Regions from separate parts of the Mus musculus genome. Here all the other regions are linked to region 2. Evidence: chromatin contacts called from public Hi-C data. All regions are on one chromosome and are shown on one strand. The core of a region is the stretch at or near the end of the contact, and the rest is flanking DNA. Distances in the headings are between cores, read along the strand shown.

Region 1 (3,057 bases), core at 251-2,750, 770 kb before region 2:
TGGAGATTCTCCAGATACTTAAAAGTTACACTCATATAAGAATTTATCGAGGCCTAGGAAATAGGGGGGCATTCTGCTAAGAGCAGAACTCCCTGGTGCTAGCCTTCACAAGGCTCAAAGGAGTAGCATTAGGGCGTGAAATCCTTACCAGTCATTAAGCTGACCCAAGGCAGGACTGCTTTATCTTTACTGTAAACATTTACCTGGTTCCTGTAAATCCTTTTGAAGTCATTCCTTTGTTTTGTGTCAGGCAACTTCAATGTACTTTGCCTGCTGTGACTTCCTACCCCTTTTATTTTCTGTACTTTATAAGACTGGTGTTCACTTTGTGACAGTACATTCAGATTCTACACAATCTCGAGAGTTGGTCTGTCTGTCACCTGCTGGCACCTTGCCCACCTGCCCCAGAGACTCATTCCACGCAGACAAAGGGACCCAGAGGGTCTGTGGCACACCCAGACTGATTTCCAGAGTGGTTTTACCAGCTTACAATCTCACCAACAATGGAGGAGTGGTCCTCATTCTCGACATCCCCGCCAGCATCTGCTGGTACCTGAATTTTTTATCTTAGTCATTCTAGCTGTTATGAGGTGGAATGTCAGGGTTGTTTTGAGATTGGACTTGCAGTAATGGAAGAAGGGTTTAAGTTCTGCAGTTAACCCACCTGTATACCTGGCAGGAATTGCCAGCCCACTTGAATCCCTGATAGGAGTGGCCTGTGGGTTTCCAGAGAGTGCCTTCTAGAGGTGGGAGTTGTCATAAAGCAAGAAGTGGGGCGTTCATGAGAATATCTATGGGATGCATTGACAATGGAGGCAGAGAGGTAAGGATACAGGGGGTGTCCTGTTGTAGAGGAAGGGATGAAGTTCTTTGGTTTTGAGGAACAGAATGAGAATTGAAAATTTGGAGTTATCACACCCCATTCTCTGTTATAAATCAATCTCCAAACTTTTGAATATTTTAAACTCCCAGTGTGCTTTGAAAAATTGGGCACAATGTCCTCACTTGACTAAAACAAGACCTATCTGTAATCTATATCTAATAGAAACATGTATAAAATCTGTTTAATAACTGAGTGGACAGCACCATCATACTCAGAAAGTAATGATTCATTAAAATGCCTTGTTTGTTTGTTTGTTTGTTTGTTTGGCTCACAGGTAGTAGCTGTCATAGCCTATGGTTAGTCTTTCAACTATTTCCCTCCCTTCTTCATCGTCTACGTCCTTTCTCTGCCCTCCTTCTCTTTTCCTCTTTCCTTCTTTCTGAGTCTAGGTCTCATATCTTGGTATGTAGTTCTGGCTGGCCTGGAACACAAAGAAATAGATCCTCCTGACTTTGTTTCTGAGTGCAGAGAGTAGAGGAATGCACTGCCATGCCTGGTTTGAGCTCCTATATTATTATACCTGGGTTCATCTGCCTAGGGTAAGATTGCACACAGTGGAATAGACTCACCTTAGTTAGTCATTAAATGAATGTCACTTGGACTTGCCCACAGACCAGCAGCAAGCAGGAAATTGCTTAATTGAGGTTCCTGTTTTCGGGTGTGGAGGTCAGAGCTACAACTAGTTCTCATACCCACTGAAACACCACAGAAAAGACTTCTTTTTTAATTTTTTATTAGATTTTTTTAATTTACACTTCAAATGTTATCCCCTTTCTTTGTTTCCTCTCTGAAAACCGCCGATTCCATCTCCCTTCCCCCTGCTTACCAACACACCCACTTCTGCTTCCCTGTTCTCGAATTCCCCTACACTGGGGCATAGAGCCTTCTCAGGACCAAGGGCCTCTCCTCCGTTTGCTGTCCCACAAGGCCACCCTCTGCTACATAGGCAGCTGGAGCCATGGGTTCCTCCATGTGTATTCTTTGGTTGGTAGTTTAGTCCCTGGAGCACTGGGGTTTCTAGTGGGTTCATATTGTTGTTTTTCCTCCTATGGGGATGCAAACCCTTTCAACTCCTGAGGTCCTTTCTCTAGCTCCTCCATTGGAAACCTTGTGATCAGGCCAATGGTTGGCTGAGAGCATCCACCTCTGTATTTGTCAGAGACAGCTATATCAGACTCCTGTCAGCAAGGACTTTTTGGCATCCATAATAGTGTTTTGGTTTGGTGACTGTATATGGAATGGATCCCCAGGTGGGGAAGTCTCTGGATGGTCAGTCTCTGCTCCACACTTTGTCTCTGTATCTCTTCTAATGGGTATTTTGTTCCCACTTCTAAGAAGGACCAAATAGCCTCAAGCACAGAGGCACAGGGGAACATTTCCTGAACAGAGCACCAATAGCTTATGCTCTAAAATCAAGAATTAGCAAATGAAACCTCATAAAATTGCAAAGCTTCTGTAAGGCAAAGGACACTGTCAATAGGAAAAAAAAAACGGACACCAACAGATTGGGAAAAGATCTTTACCAACTCTACATCTGATACAGGGCTAATATCCAATACATACAAGCAACTCAAGAAGTTAGATTCCACAGAAACACATAACCCTATTAAAAGTGAGGTACAGAGCTCAACAAAGAATTTTCAACATCCTTAGTCATCAGAGAAATGCAAATCAAAACAACAGTGAGATTCCACCACACTCCAGTCAGAGTGGCTAAGATCAAAAACTCAAGTGACAGCAGATGCTGGTGAGGATGTAGAGAAAGAGGAACACTCTTCCATTGCTGCTGGGATTGCAAGATGGTACAACCACTCTGGAAATCAATTTGGTGGTTCCTCAGAAATTTTGACATAGTGCTACCTGAGGACCCAGCAATACCTCTCCTGGGCATATACTCAGAAGATGCTCCAACATGTAATAAGGACACATGCTCCACTATGTTCATACCAGCCTTTTTTTTTTTTTTTTTTTTTTTTGAGACAGGGTTTCTCTGTATAGCTCTGGCTGTCCTGGAACTCACTTTGTATACCAGGCTGGCCTCAAACTAAGAAATCTGCCTGCCTCTGCCTCCCGAGTGCTGGGATTAAAGGTGTGAGCCACCACTGCCCGGCTCATAGCAGCCTTATTTATAACAGCCAGAAGCTGGAAAGAACCCAGATGTCCCTCAACAAAGG
Region 2 (2,978 bases), core at 117-2,616:
AGGGCTCCTGTGTCCTTCTAATTTATAACTTCTAAATGAGGAGGACCAAAGAGTTAAACAAATCATTACAAATACTTTTGTAATTGAAATGGCAAACTACACTCTAGTGCAATTAGTTGTTCTTTCCTCTTGCTTCAGAAGATTACTTTGACTTCTTTTGTTAAATAAGGGCTAAGCAATTTTTCAGAGACTTGATATATAGTACATACAATTTGGAAAATATGTAGAGCTGGGAGTTTGTCATATTTTAATACTTGTATGAATGATAGAGTTTTAAACATTATTCCTGTTGTCTAACTATATTCCACTACCTTTACAATCTACATTGCTGCACAAAACCTGATCAAAAAGAGACTGTAGAACAAAAGATTTGAAATGATATGCTAATGCTTCAGAAAATACTGTGGTTTTCTCCACATTATTCATAAAAGAAAGGATGAATCAATGTAGTCCACCTCAAAGGCATAAACTGTTGTTTTTCTGCAAGGTGAGAATCCAGGGCTGAAAGCATAGAAAGGAGCATCATAATCGCTTTTTGAAAATAAAATCCAGCAGTGAACATAAATGTCCTCCTTCATATCTTGTGTAAAAGTATAACTTTTTTAGCATTTCATAGTTGCATATCAAATGTAGGTCAATATTTACAAAAGGCACTAAACACTATTTTTTTTTGTTTTGATAAAGGTAATTCTTATTTGTGACAATGAGAAGCCATCATTGAATTTCACATTCTAAAATGTTATTATTGTTGTCTGTGCATGATGACTCTGTATATTGCAGCATGCGTATAGAGGTCAGAGCACAAACTCATGGACTTGACCCACCATGCAAGTTCTAGCATCAAACTTGTGTCATCAGGCTAGCATGCTTAAGTGTCCTTACCTACTGCGGATTCTACCAGGGCTCTTATATTTCTTTTTAATCGACTTATTTACACTTAGTTCTGGTCAGCCACAATACGAAAAAAGGCAACAGAAGATTTTATACCACTCATATTTTGCTACTCGCATCCCACCCTCCATCCTCTATGAAAGCCTCAGGCTGTATGACCTGGTGCTGTCTCTACAGCACACACACCTAGCATATTCTCTTTTCTGGAAGCATCTCCCCCTTCCTTGCCATATCAGCTTTTTCTTGGACAGTCCCTCCCTCTGGCTTCAGTTTCTCCTTTTCATTTGTTTCTCTTTATGGCTCAGAGGGTCTTGCCTTAGTGGTGAGTCAGCAAATACTTGACTGCATAGCCTCCTCCCCACCATTCCAAAATTCAAAACTGGAATTCAAATATCCAGGGAGGGAAAAGGTAAGGGGAGGAAAAGGTAGTTAGTTACTCTGGATCTCAGAACTTCCTGAGGTCAAGACAAAACATAACGCAAGGCTGACACCTAGTGGCTACCTACTTGCTGCAGGGGTCTGCCCTGCATTAAACTAAGTACAAAATGAGAAACAAAGGATATCTTGAAATCAGTGCTGGCAACATGACTGCTTCTGCCCATCCTTTCATGCTATTTTAAGTTCTAAGGATAATTGAGTCACTTCTATCCCTTATCTGAGGGTTCTGTCTGGCCCTCTCTTGCCTTCTGAGGATGTTTACCTGGGTTGATTTCCTCAGCTCCCTCCTCACTATCCTAGCAACTACTGGATCCTTGCACTTTCTGTTTACTGCCACACTAGTTTGAATGAAGCCTGTAAATCATTCTTAGAAATCTCCTTTCTATATAAGAGAGCAATCATCCTGTAAGTTCTATTACTATTGAAAATTCTAGTACAAAAAAAAAAAAAAAGAAAGAAAGTTAGAGATTCATGTCTGAAGCCCTCAGGCTTGCTCATCCTTTGGTTTTAGCCCTTTAAAACCAAAAGGGCTGTTTCCTTTCAGTCTAGCACACTTCTGGCCCCAGCAATCGAGTCACAGCTTCCAGGCTGGATTTTACTTTGGTATTAGAGCTCTGGCAGTCTTAATAACTAGGCTCAGTCACTTGTCCTCAGTAGGCCAGTCAAGGAGCTGAGAAAGTCAAAGGCAGAGAGAAATTTATTCAATGTGGCTGCACCAGGAAGGGGGTCTGACATAAGGCACAGGTTTAAATGGGGGAATGGAGAGACGGCTCATCAGTCAAGAGCTACTCTTCCAGTAGGCAGGGGATGTTTCCTTGGGCTCCAAGACTCCCTGTTCTCCTGGATTGTCTCTTCCTTCTCCTGCTCCTTTCCCACTGTGCCCAAGCCTTATACACGGGGCTTTGCTCCCAGGCTGCCTTCAGCCCCCCTTCCTTCTCCCTTACCCTTTATGGTCTCACATACTAAGACCCCGGATAGCGCTCCACTTACGTCTCGGTCTTTGCTGTTCTGCTTTCACTGTCATTTCTCTCCAGATGTTTACTAGTTACCAAATTGGTTTCTCAGCTGCATCCTTGTTAGCCTTCTTCCCCAGTGTGGTCAGGGGCATTTTCCCTATGACCTCACTTCTTTAAAGCTTCTTTCCACGGCAAATAAACTTCAGACCCAGCCCTGCCTGCTTGGCTCCTTATCTTGCTTCATCTCTGGGGTTTAGCTGATGAAAAATTAATAGTCTCTCTTTTCTCCTCACTTAACTACTTTGGTCTTCCTTCTTGAGCTTCATGTGGTCTATGAATTGTATCTTGGGTATTCCAAACTTTTGGGCTAATATCCACTTATCAATGAGTGCATACCATGCATGTTCTTTTTTGATTGGGTGACCTCACTCAGGATGATATTTTATAGTTCCATCCATTTGCCTAAGAATTTCATAAAGTCATTGTTTTTAGTAGCTAAGTAGTACTCCATTATGTAAATGTATCACATTTTCTGTATCCATCCCTCTGTTAAGGAACATCTGGGTTATTTCCAGCTTCTAGCTATTGTAAATAAGGCTGCTATGAACATAGTGGAGCATGTGTCCTTCTTATATGTTGGAGCATCTTTTGGGTATATGCCCAGGAGTGATATAGTTGGGTCCTCAGGTAATA
Region 3 (3,271 bases), core at 757-3,256, 700 kb before region 2:
AGAGGCATGGATTCAGAAATTGTGGTACATTTACACAATGGAGTACTACTCAGCAATTAAAAGCAATGAATTCATGAAATTATTAAGCAGCTGGATGGATATGGAGGATATCATTCTGAGTGAGGTAACCGAATCACTAAAGAACAAACATGAGATGCACTCATGATATGTGGATATTAGCCGACAAATTTAATTCAAGATACAATTTGCAAAACTCATGAAAATCAAGAAGAAGGAAGACCAAAGTGTGGACACTTCATTCCTTCTTAGAATGGGGAACAAAATACACATGGAAGGAGTTACAGAGATAAAGTTCAGAGTTAAGACAGAAGGAAAGACCATCCAGAGACTGCCCCACCCGGGGATCCATCCCATATACAACCACCATACCCTGACACTACTGAATATGCCAGAAAGATTTTGCTGACAGGACCCTGAAATAGCTCTCTCTTGTGAGCCTATGCCAATGCCTGGCAAATACAGAAGTGGATGCTCACAGTCATCTATTGGATGGAACACAGGGCCCCTAATGAAGGAGCTAGAGAATGTACCCAAGGAGCTAAAGGGGTCTGCAACCCTATAGGAGAAACAAAGATATGAACTATCCAGTATCCCCCAGAGCTGTGTCTCTAGTTGCATGTGTAGCATAGGATGGCTTAGTCGGCCATCAATGGGAGGAGAAGCCCTTAATTTTGAGGGCATCATATGCCCCAGTACAGGGCAATGCCAGGGCTAGGAAGCGGGAGTGGGTAGATTGGGAAGCAGGGTGGGGGGAGGGTATAGGAGGCTTTGGGGATAGCATTTGAAATGTAAATGAAGAAAATATCTAATAAAAAAAAGGGAAAAAAGGGGAAAAAAAGAAAAATGCTTTAAAAATCAAGTCAAACAGCACCACTTAGAATTCAAGCAAACTTAAGTGAGGGGGAAATTCATGGCCTTATCCTTTCTCCCTTTCCTCCTTCATTTATTTTCTATCTTCCCCTCCCTTCCCTCTTCTGTCTTATCTCCCTGTTTATATCCTTCTTTCCTTCCCTTTCCCCATTCTGTCCTTTCCTTCCTGTTTTGACTTGGTTTTTGTTATATTGCTGAGGCTTCAACATAGTACTTCATGCTCACTAAGCACCTATTGCATCACTGAGCTCTACCACAGCTCCTGTACTACAGAAACAAAAATCAAGCGTTGCCTGTGAGAAGATCTGAGAAGACCATACTTAATTATTGAAATTTACACTTGAAAGAGAAAGATTTACTATGCAGAAGCTATTATTTTAAAATTAGGGATCGTTAATATATTTGGACCCTAGCTTTTGAATCTCATTATATATTGTATATTTACATTTTCAGACTAACTTTAGAAAAGAAACATTTTTTCATGCATTCTTTCTTAATTCATGTTCAAACTTTCAGAATTATAAAGAATTGTGTGGCTTGTTTCTGTAATTTTATACATGCAGATATATTTTCTCCAGAAGTACAGTGTCATGAATATTCTTCAGATATCATGTATCAAAAGCAAGCATTTCAAATGATCCAATATTTAAAAATATTTATTATACTCCAAAGTATGATACTGAGATCTGCCTTACATTTCAAACAATGGTGGAGCTATGTATGAACAAGTCAACTTATGAAAGGCAGAAATTATATCAGCCTACAGGTACAAAGGTTTAGATTCTATGTTGGTAGACCAAAGCCATAGCAGCAGGAAAAACTGTTTGCATACCACAGCTTCAAACAGAAGGCTGATAAAATGAAGGAAATGACATGAGTCTTTTGAAACATCAAGTCCACTCCTAGTGACACATTTTCTAAACCTTCCCAAACAGTTCCACCAACTGGGATGAATTAGTTAAACGTATCCTGGGTTCTGAATTGAATGAGGCAGAGAGGTAGAAATGTGTGAGCACATACTGTTTTCTTCTTCCTGACTGTATATATCTACTTCCTAGTACTGTACTTCCTCAGTAAAATGTACTATACCCTCCCACAGTGAGCCAAAATAATGAGTACTTCCTTATTTAAATTGCTTCTATCAGGATATTTCATACCAGAAATAGGAAAGGTCTCTTAGACAGAAATTATCCTTGTTCTGGTCTGAACCACATTGTGATCTGAAATCCAGTCCTGTGGTTTCTTATTTGCATATTTCTAGATCATCATCTTGCTGGAGGAACTATTTTACCATAGCCTTATAGTAAAGTTCCACACAGAAAGTGATTTACTTGAAAAGGGAAATATCCATCCTCAGTTTCTTCTCATTTTCTTTCACTGGAAATGAAAGAATCAAGTCCAGGAGCGTGCAAAAACTATATCACATATCAATATTGTCTATATATCTATATTTTTATATAGATGAGATAGAGATATATACATATCACTATATTGCATATATGCATGTATGTACATACTATATATATATATTACATATCACTATATTGAAGCACAGATAATGTAGTTGCAAATGTTTGACTCATATCAAAATATAATATCATATAAAAATGTATAAATAAAATATCTAATAAGAATAAAAAACAAAAAATAGAAAAAATAAAAGCCTATAAAGTTTTTCAAAAAATTTTAAATATTTTGGAAAAGAAATGACTTGCCCATTTTAAAGACATTTGAAACCTTTTTTAGCTCATTTTAAAGCATTTATATGAGTGTATCTGCTTTTGTATATATGTATAAAATTATGTCTTATGTGTTTGTATGCATGAATATATATGTATTTATAAATATAAAAGCTAAATTAATTGCATTACTTGAGTGTGAAAAAAATCACACAAACTAATGTTATTACTTAACAGTATTTTTCCATTCACATTTATAGGATGATGAATGGTTTATAATATATCTCTCAGTTAAATGATACATAGCTCCAACAGTGTTTGAAATGTAAGGCAGATCTCAGTATCATACCTTGGAGTATAATAGATATTTTAAAATATTGGATCATTTGAAATGCTTGCTTTTGATACATGATATCAGAAGAATATTCATGACACTGTCCTTCAGGAGAAAAGATATCTACATGTATAAAAATTACAGAAACAAGCCACACAATTCTTTATAATTCTGAAAGTTTGAACATAAAGGATGAAAGAATGCATTAAAAACATTTCTTTTCTAGAGTTGGTCTGAAAATGTAAATATACACTATATAATTAGATTCAAAAGCTAGGGTCCAAATATGTTAACCATCCCTATTTTTAAAATAATAACTTCTCGCTATCAGCAATAGAAAAGTAACCAACACACCAGTATAACCCTT

What was found. Hi-C and Micro-C count contacts between places; a contact is called where the count stands out from the background.
Region 1: a contact with region 2 is called in a Hi-C map of bone marrow-derived macrophages, with 11 read pairs. The contact joins two enhancer-like sites. A contact is called at or near these places in 7 of 15 datasets of contacts at CTCF or cohesin (embryonic stem cells, hippocampal excitatory neurons, large pre-B cells and 3 more), 11 of 484 Hi-C or Micro-C datasets (the G1E-ER4 cell line, LSK cells, bone marrow-derived macrophages and 5 more) and 1 of 115 datasets of contacts at active chromatin or transcription factors (bone marrow-derived macrophages).
Region 3: a contact with region 2 is called in a Hi-C map of bone marrow-derived macrophages, with 13 read pairs. The contact joins two enhancer-like sites. A contact is called at or near these places in 6 of 39 promoter capture datasets (cranial neural crest, embryonic stem cells, hippocampal neurons and 2 more), 1 of 484 Hi-C or Micro-C datasets (bone marrow-derived macrophages), 1 of 115 datasets of contacts at active chromatin or transcription factors (the 230-238 cell line) and 3 of 9 other capture datasets (adipose tissue, liver and macrophages).

The regions. Positions count from the first base shown.
Region 1 is chr3:15,274,586-15,277,642 of GRCm38.p6, forward strand. No RefSeq gene overlaps it. Among named protein-coding and RNA genes, the nearest start is that of Gm9733, 56 kb to the right of the region's middle. Within about 2 kb of position 1,501, at least 48 of the 459 cell types and tissues checked have an H3K27ac peak or open chromatin away from gene starts, as enhancers often do. A contact at or near this core is called in bone marrow-derived macrophages, where this site is marked.
Region 2 is chr3:16,042,160-16,045,137 of GRCm38.p6, forward strand. No RefSeq gene overlaps it. Among named protein-coding and RNA genes, the nearest start is that of Gm5150, 37 kb to the left of the region's middle. Within about 2 kb of position 1,367, at least 1 of the 459 cell types and tissues checked has an H3K27ac peak or open chromatin away from gene starts, as enhancers often do. A contact at or near this core is called in bone marrow-derived macrophages, where this site is marked.
Region 3 is chr3:15,338,530-15,341,800 of GRCm38.p6, forward strand. No RefSeq gene overlaps it. Among named protein-coding and RNA genes, the nearest start is that of Gm9733, 7.9 kb to the left of the region's middle. Within about 2 kb of position 2,007, at least 4 of the 459 cell types and tissues checked have an H3K27ac peak or open chromatin away from gene starts, as enhancers often do. A contact at or near this core is called in bone marrow-derived macrophages, where this site is marked.